2 separate regions of the Mus musculus genome follow, and region 2 is linked to region 1. A link is a contact called in public promoter capture Hi-C data. All regions are on one chromosome and are shown on one strand. The core of a region is the stretch at or near the end of the contact, and the rest is flanking DNA. Distances in the headings are between cores, read along the strand shown.

What was found. Promoter capture Hi-C pulls out the DNA fragments that hold promoters and counts their contacts.
Region 2: a contact with region 1 is called in a promoter capture Hi-C map of hippocampal neurons, with 2.8 times the contacts expected there. The contact joins the enhancer-like site here to the promoter of Prdm5 in region 1. A contact is called at or near these places in 2 of 39 promoter capture datasets (hippocampal neurons and macrophages) and 4 of 115 datasets of contacts at active chromatin or transcription factors (the SCID.adh cell line, embryonic stem cells and fibro-adipogenic progenitors).

Annotation. Positions count from the first base shown.
Region 1 is chr6:65,776,880-65,780,588 of GRCm38.p6, reverse strand. It overlaps Prdm5 (PR domain containing 5), which reads right to left and starts at 1,627. Exons shown (of 15, transcript NM_027547.2): 1 at 1,396-1,627. The coding sequence starts at 1,488.
Region 2 is chr6:65,816,154-65,819,862 of GRCm38.p6, reverse strand. The region is part of intron 2 of Prdm5 (PR domain containing 5); the gene reads right to left. Among named protein-coding and RNA genes, the nearest start is that of Prdm5, 39 kb to the right of the region's middle. Within about 2 kb of position 1,597, at least 21 of the 459 cell types and tissues checked have an H3K27ac peak or open chromatin away from gene starts, as enhancers often do. A contact at or near this core is called in the SCID.adh cell line and hippocampal neurons, where this site is marked.

The DNA.
Region 1 (3,709 bases), core at 378-2,877:
AAGATGCTTCAGCCCACACCAACGAGTACTCCCAACACAAGGACATGAAAATGTCAAAGAGAATGCCCTGCTCAACTACCAAAAAATGGTCTGAGTAAAGCAGAAGGAGGATTGTGCAGTAATTCTTACTTTTGGACAGCTGTCTGGTGTCCTACTATTCGTGAGCACAAAATTATTCTTAATTATAGTTACACCAGAAACCTTCAGGAAAAGTCCATTTAGGGGTTTTTCATGCTGTAAGACCTAAACAGAAGCATATGTCAATGGGACATGGGAGTCATTTGATGATGGTGATACTTGGCTTTGCAAGACTGCTGATTTTGACATTTCGTCATGTGGCAATATCTATCCAACTCATCACTAAATGGAATGAAGTATTAACTCCTGTGTTTTGTTTGTCTACATTTAATATGTGAGTTGTTTTTTGTTGTTGTTTTGTTTTGTTTTGACCACTTGACCTATGGTAACTTCTTGTAGGTCATGTTGTGAGCCCAGAGCTACATTCACACACTACCCTCTGAACCTCTGCTTTTCTAAGTATCTGCTAACAGGGCAAAATCAAAACAGCGAGGAGAGGCCGGGAACGTGTCAGGGGCAAGGTTTATAAACATGTTGTTCCATAACAGAATGTTCTAGAAAGAGCATATGTTTTCCTTTCAGAAACCATGGGTTTGAAGCTTAATTCGTTAACTTGGCAGGTTAACTGCAGCATTCCTATGCTCACCTCTTAAATGATAACTAAAAGACAGTTCCCCAGAGTACTGAGGGGTAAAGTCAAATGATATATATGGACAAAGTACCAAGCATTGGCCCTGCTCTGTGAACCTTGGATCTGCTTACTCTAGATGTCTCTGCCCTGACTCCTCTATTTCAAGTCTGCTAACCCACAATAGCTCAAGCCACCATGTTCTAAAGTTATAACTTAAGATTTGGAGCGCTCTGGTTTCCTGTCTTCTACATCTCTCCAATGAACAACCAACATCTATAGTGGGTCATCTCACAGACAGGGAAACCTGCGCTTAACTTGATCCCATGCCTGTGCCGTTCTGGAAGGTGATCCAATGCCAGGATAAAATTCAAAAACTCAAAGAAAATAGGCCGAAGATCCAGATACCACCCCCAGGATGGCAATGTCGGGAAGGCCTGCTTCTGTGGCTCCCGGGCCTGCACTGGGCTGCAAGCTGCCAGGGCCCATCTGCACAAGCAGTGAGGGGTATGACCAGGCTGCCAACTGTTCAGAATTCAGGAGCCGTCCGGCGCTGGGCTGGGGGAGACTGCAGCCCATGGGAGCCTCTCGCCACAGCCGCGAAAGACAACCAGACACCCGCTCCCTACAGGCCCGTTCTCCCCGCAGGCCCTGGGACGTGGCGCGGCCTGAGCGGGCCGCTCACCCACCTTGCGCACGCGGCGGGCCGTGTAGAGCCCCATCCCGTCCTGGACCCGGGACGACTTCAGGGCGAACCTGTCTGGTACGTACATGCCCAGCATCCTCCGTGGCTCGGCCGCGCTCCGGAGGCGCCGCACGTGGAGATGGGGTGCGGGCCTGGGGCGGCCGGGAGGAGGAAATGAGCTCGGCTCCCAGAATCCCCACCTCCCTCCTCGGCTCCCCGCGGCCAGGCCCCTCCTCGGCCGGGGCAGGCGCGGCCGGAGCGGTGGGGAGCCCAGGCCACCGGGCCGCGCTGATTGGCCCAAAGTTTGTGGCGCCGGCTGGAAGCCTCAAACCCCAGGCCATGGAGCTTCCAGCTCCGAGATGAGGATGAGCCTGTAGCCACATCGACCCTCCTCACCATCTCTGCGTTCGGCAGAGGTTCCCGCATCTCCTCAGATGCAGAATGAAATAGGCCTTGGCATTTCCAAAACAGCCTTTTGCTAACCACAGCCGAGACCAACCCAGAAAGTCTGGGAAACCTTTGAGTCTTACTGGATGAGTGTTCCAGGGTTGAACTAAGGAGAGGCCAAGGAGTCTGCTCTATTTCAAGATGAGAATTGGATATAAGTATTTAAGTAATATGGTGAGGAGCCTTCTGGAAAGTGATTATTACTTTCCAAGGCTTGTGACTACCAAGTCCTCTTACCAGATTTGTTCAAGTCAGACCCCGGGCCTTGCATTCCATTCAACAAGACTGGGTTACCAGTCCTTAATAGACCAGTTATCCTGGTTAGGTTTTTTTTGTTAACTTGACACAAGCTTGAGCCCTCTGGGAAGCTGGAATTTAAATTGAGAAAATGTCCCCATCAGATTGCTCTGTAGGAAGTCTGTGGATCATTTTTCTGGATTAAAGATTGGAATGGGAGGGTCTAGCACATTGTAGATGGTGACATCCCTGGGTCACATGGTCCTAGGTTGTCTTTTAAAAAGGCAAGCTGAGCAAGCCATAGGGAGCAAGCAGTGTTTTGTTCTGGCTCCTGCTTCCAAGTTCCTGCCTTGAGCTCTTGGCCCTGACATTTTTCAATGATGGACCAAGATGGGAAACATACGCCTCTTGCCCTGTCCTCTCCCCCAAAAAGTCCTTTCCTCCCCAAGTTCCTTTTGGCCAGAATGTTTTATCACAGAAAATAGAAATCAGAGTAGAAAGCAGAGTAGCTGTTAAAAGGACTGTAATGTAGTCCTTGGTAATGTCTCGCCAAAACTCATGTGTTGAATACTTTTGGGAAGTGATTGTATAAGGAATGTTCTAGCCTAGTCAATGGATTCATCCATAGACATATTCATTATCCAGTGCTACTATTGGAAGCTGGTAGAACTTAAAAGATAGAGCCTGATAGGACAACGTAAGTCATTAAATGAGCATTCTCTTAAAGGACATTAAGGTCCCTCTTCATCTTTCTCTGATTCCTGGATGCCAAGGTGAGCAGCTTTTCTCTACCTTTACATCAACGTGCCTCTGTGTTGCCATGAGACATGAAAGTGATGGAGCCACGAAACCTCTCAGCCCATGAAACCAAATATATCTTGCCTCTCTTTGTTGCGTGTCTCCAGTGTTTCCTTTCCAAGCTAGATAACACATCAGGATAAACACTAAGATGGTTATACTGTGGTCAGTTGTCCAAGTCAATTCATTCAACTGTGTTCAACAAAAGATAAAGCACTGCTTTCTGCAGAAGGATCTATAAGATAAAACTGAGCAGATATGTGTCCTGTTTATACCTACAGTTCACTTATAAATTCAAAACCTGCAGAAGTGATGGAACGTGAAAGTATTTGTAATTAACCAACAAGGCAGGACTAATGTTCTTACACCGATTTCCCCTTTTCCACTATAAAACCAAAGAGTGACTTGAGCTCTGAGTTCTTTTAAAAGAACTTACCTTACCCAACTGTATTGACTCAAACATGACTGATACAACTGTCAGATCTGTTTTGGCTCACAGGTTCAGTTTGGTGAGTTATGGTGAGAAGGTCCTGTAGATTCAATCAGTTCACATAATGGTAGTTCTGGAAACAGCAAGACAATAGGCAACATGGACTAATACAACCAACAAGAACCTACCCCCCCCAAGGCCTACTACCCCCAGCATGTGTCCGCTTCTGAATTTACAGAGCTTCCCAAAAGAGCACCCCATTTTCAGAGAAAGTACTCCAGTTATGAAAGGATGGGGTTTATTGTATATTCAAACCACAAAACAGATAATTCTGAAGAAGTATGCAGTTTTCCAGAACCATCTCAAGCCACGTAGATATAATATAGTAATATCTCACTGGTTACGT
Region 2 (3,709 bases), core at 348-2,847, 39 kb before region 1:
TGTTGAAGGTTTATATGTGTGCTGGTGTTTTTGAGTTGCAAAAAATAATATTACTAACTTTATGAAAAATTCTTTAGACTCACTTTTTAAACACTTGATGTTTTTTATGTACATTGGCATTTGCCTACATGTGTATAAGTATGTGTACTGGTGTTTTGCCTACATATATCTCTGTGGGAGGTGTCAGATAACCGGGAACTGGAGTTACAGGCAGTTATGAGCTGCAATGCAGAAGCTGGCAATTGAACCTGTGTCCTCTGGAAGAGCAGCTAATGCTTGTAAACTCTGCGCCATCTCTCCAGCCCCTAGACCCATTTTTTATTGTAACACATAGATCAGAGCTTCACTTTGAAACTACACAGGCCAAAAGTAAGCAACCTCACAACAACTCATACAAAGAAAATCAGCACTGTTCTCAAGGAGACTTGTGGGCTACAATTCTCATTTAATTGCCCAGGATAATGGCAAATGCCCTTGATGGACACAAAAATGCAAAGTAACCAGAACACAAACAGCACCTGTGCTGCTCAAATAGTAACCAACCAACAATGCCAACACCAAGGGACTACACAAGTATAGAAAGACTAGGAAGAGAAGTACTGAGACAAGAAAATGTACAGAAACCAGTAAGAGATGTTCTAACCTCATCTAAGCACAGGGATCAATGCTAATAATAGCCTGCCAAACCTGTGAGTGTAAGCAATAAAAAGGAAGTGCAGTGTTAAAAGTACCAGGGGAGGAAGACAAACAATGTAAGAAACGGGTGAGCAGAGGAAGGTGGGCGAAATCAGGCTTCCAGAATAGGTGATGGGAAGAACTGGGAGAGAGGAAGTCGAAGCAAGAGTGCAAGCAGGAGAATGAGAGAAGGGTCAGGGCAGCTTGCCTCTGATTTTACTACCCATGCACATTCCAACTACACCCAGGGCCCTAACTGAAAGAAACACATACAGCTGGCTCTGCTATGAGCCCCAAATCACCTCACACCTACAAGACTTATAATAAATTCCTTTCATCCAATAAATATTGGAGGTTTGCACAAAGAAATCAAAGATCAAGAATATGTAGTTACTGCTATGAAAGAGCTCAGAGCTCTTGAGAAAAGGCAAAGGCAAACATCACAGGTGCTGAAAACTGGCCTTCAGTGAGGAAAGAGTGGGCCATGAGCAAGCACAGGTCAAATAAAGACAAGACCAACAACACATAGATGGGATGGACTACATGAAGCATCAACACGTGGGTAGGAAGTACTGAGGGACAGGAACAAAGAACACAGAGGCAGGAAATACCAAGGAACCATGATAGAGAACAGAGGGACAAGAATGAAGAACAGAGCGACAGGAAGTGCTGAGGAACAAAGAGAACAGAGAGACGGGGCTTCCACATGGCTCTTGTGCAATATGAAAAAAGAGTACCACCCACCTTTTCATTAGTCAGGAGAATCAAAGATTCTAGATTCTTCCTAAGGGGGAGATTTATTCCATTTAACATCTGGGTAGGCTGTGCCTCTGCAAGCAAAGTCAGCTACTACAATGCATTAGGGTGATTGTGTATAGAAATCATTTGTCTATTTTCTCAAACTGGTATGAACAGATGGTGGGGAGGAACAGTCTGTGTATGGCTTGCTTTTGCCAGGTTCTGCCTGTTGGAGGAGTATCCTTTCTGTGCAGGATCCTGTCAGCATCCCAGCCTGTGAAGCTGAAGGTTTCTGGGGGATGCTTCTCGTTGACAAAAGGTTTTCCTGATGTTGATCAGAAACATGCTTCTCCAATTCCAATCACAGCATTTTGTCTTGTTTTAGGTCTGCCTAACAGCTAAGTTTCAGCATTTCCCACATGACATCACAGTGAATCACATGATTATAACTATTGTTGCTTTCTGTTCTTCAAGTCTCCTCGCTGACTGACAGGTCAAAAGCTTCAGATCTTCTCCTTGTGTAGCTCATGAGCTTGCAATGCCGGCTCTACCAATTTCTAAGTCTATAACACTCCTACCAACAGGAGACACAGTGCTACAGCCTGATTCTCTACCATTCACAGAAGTTCTTCTTTTGTTACAGTCTGGGTTTTGTTCTGTCTGCTAAATAATACCCATAATACCCATAACTTATACGCATAAGTCAAGTTTACACTGAACTCATTTGCATACAATAAGTATTAAGTCTATACCCTCCATTCTAACTAAAACCTACCTAAGCTGAATTTCAGCATTTGCATTTGCTCTATTACGCTGCCTATTAGAAATTCATGAAGTAAATAAATATCCTATAATCTATTAGGCCTGTGAGATGGCTCAGCAAAAAAAGGCACCTGTTGCCAAGCCTGATGACTTGAATTCAACTCCTGGGATTCACACGGTGGAAGGAAAGAAAATATCCGTACGAGTTGTCCTCTGACCTGCACTCATATAATATGGCATGCATACAAACATACACAATTTTTTAAAAATGTAATAAAATTTAAAATATACAAATATTACTCATCTCTCATACCCATTAAGAGACTACAACTAATACCAATAACAAACAATAAACAGCAATGTCAGTGAGAAAGGCGAGACAGGAGAACTTCTAAATAATGTTGATGGGTGAAAAACGCAGAGCTCCCTTGGGAAATCAAAACTAGTACTATTTTCTATGTATAAACCTAAGACTTGGAATCAGACTCTTCAGAGAGTCATCTACAGACACGTATTCCTATGTCATTCAGAACAGCTGAGAAGCAGAAGCGGTCACAATACCTATCAATAGATAACTGGTGCTGAAGATGTTATACAAACTAACAATGACATCTCACTTAGCCTTCACTAGGAAAGAAATTCTCCCACTTGCTGCAACACACTGAACCTTGAAACCATGGTTAAGGAAATAAGGTGACTATTAGAACAACAACAATGAAGAAATACTGTCCAAGTTCACTTATTTGAGTTATCAATCAAAGTCACAGAAATTGAAAGTAGAACCATGGGCTGGGTTTGGGGAAAATGGAAAAGTACTAATGGTACATAGTGCTAGATTTGTAACATAAAAAGCTAAGGAGATATATTCCACAGCAATGTATATAACTTTACCACTACATTGAACTGTATGTTAAGTGTAAAGGGCTGAGAAATTGAGCCCTTGGTTGGATTCCCAGGACAAAGAAGAAGAAGAAGAAAGAAGGAGGAGGAGGAGAAGAAGAAAGAAGAAAGAAGAAAGAAGATAGCCAGATGATAGATAAGTGGTACAATTACTATAGTAAGTTTAGGATAGTCTTTGTGTAGTACGCCTTTAATCCCAGCACTCAACTGTCAGAGGCAGGCAAATCTCTGTGAGTTTGAAGACAATTGGTCTGGTCTACATGGTGATTTCCAAGTGATCCAGAACTATATAGTGAGACCCCGTCTCAACAACAAACAAACAAACAAATAAATGTCATTGATTATTCACAAGTGTTAAAGCCGTAAAAGAAGGAGGAAGCCTCTCCATCTCCAACCCTCATTCTCAGTCAGAGATAATGCAGCCAAGGATGCTCCTTGTCAGAAATGTTGAACAGGCAGGAGCAAAACAGACCTTAGCTTTTAACTCTTTAATCAGATTTACTCATCCTGTTTCTTCTGTGAGTGTTTGGCTTACGTGTATGCTTGTACACTGTGTGCATGCTTAGGGACAGAGAAGGTCACAAGAGGGCATTGGATCCCCTGAAACTGGAGTTACGGGTGGTTATTGAAGGGA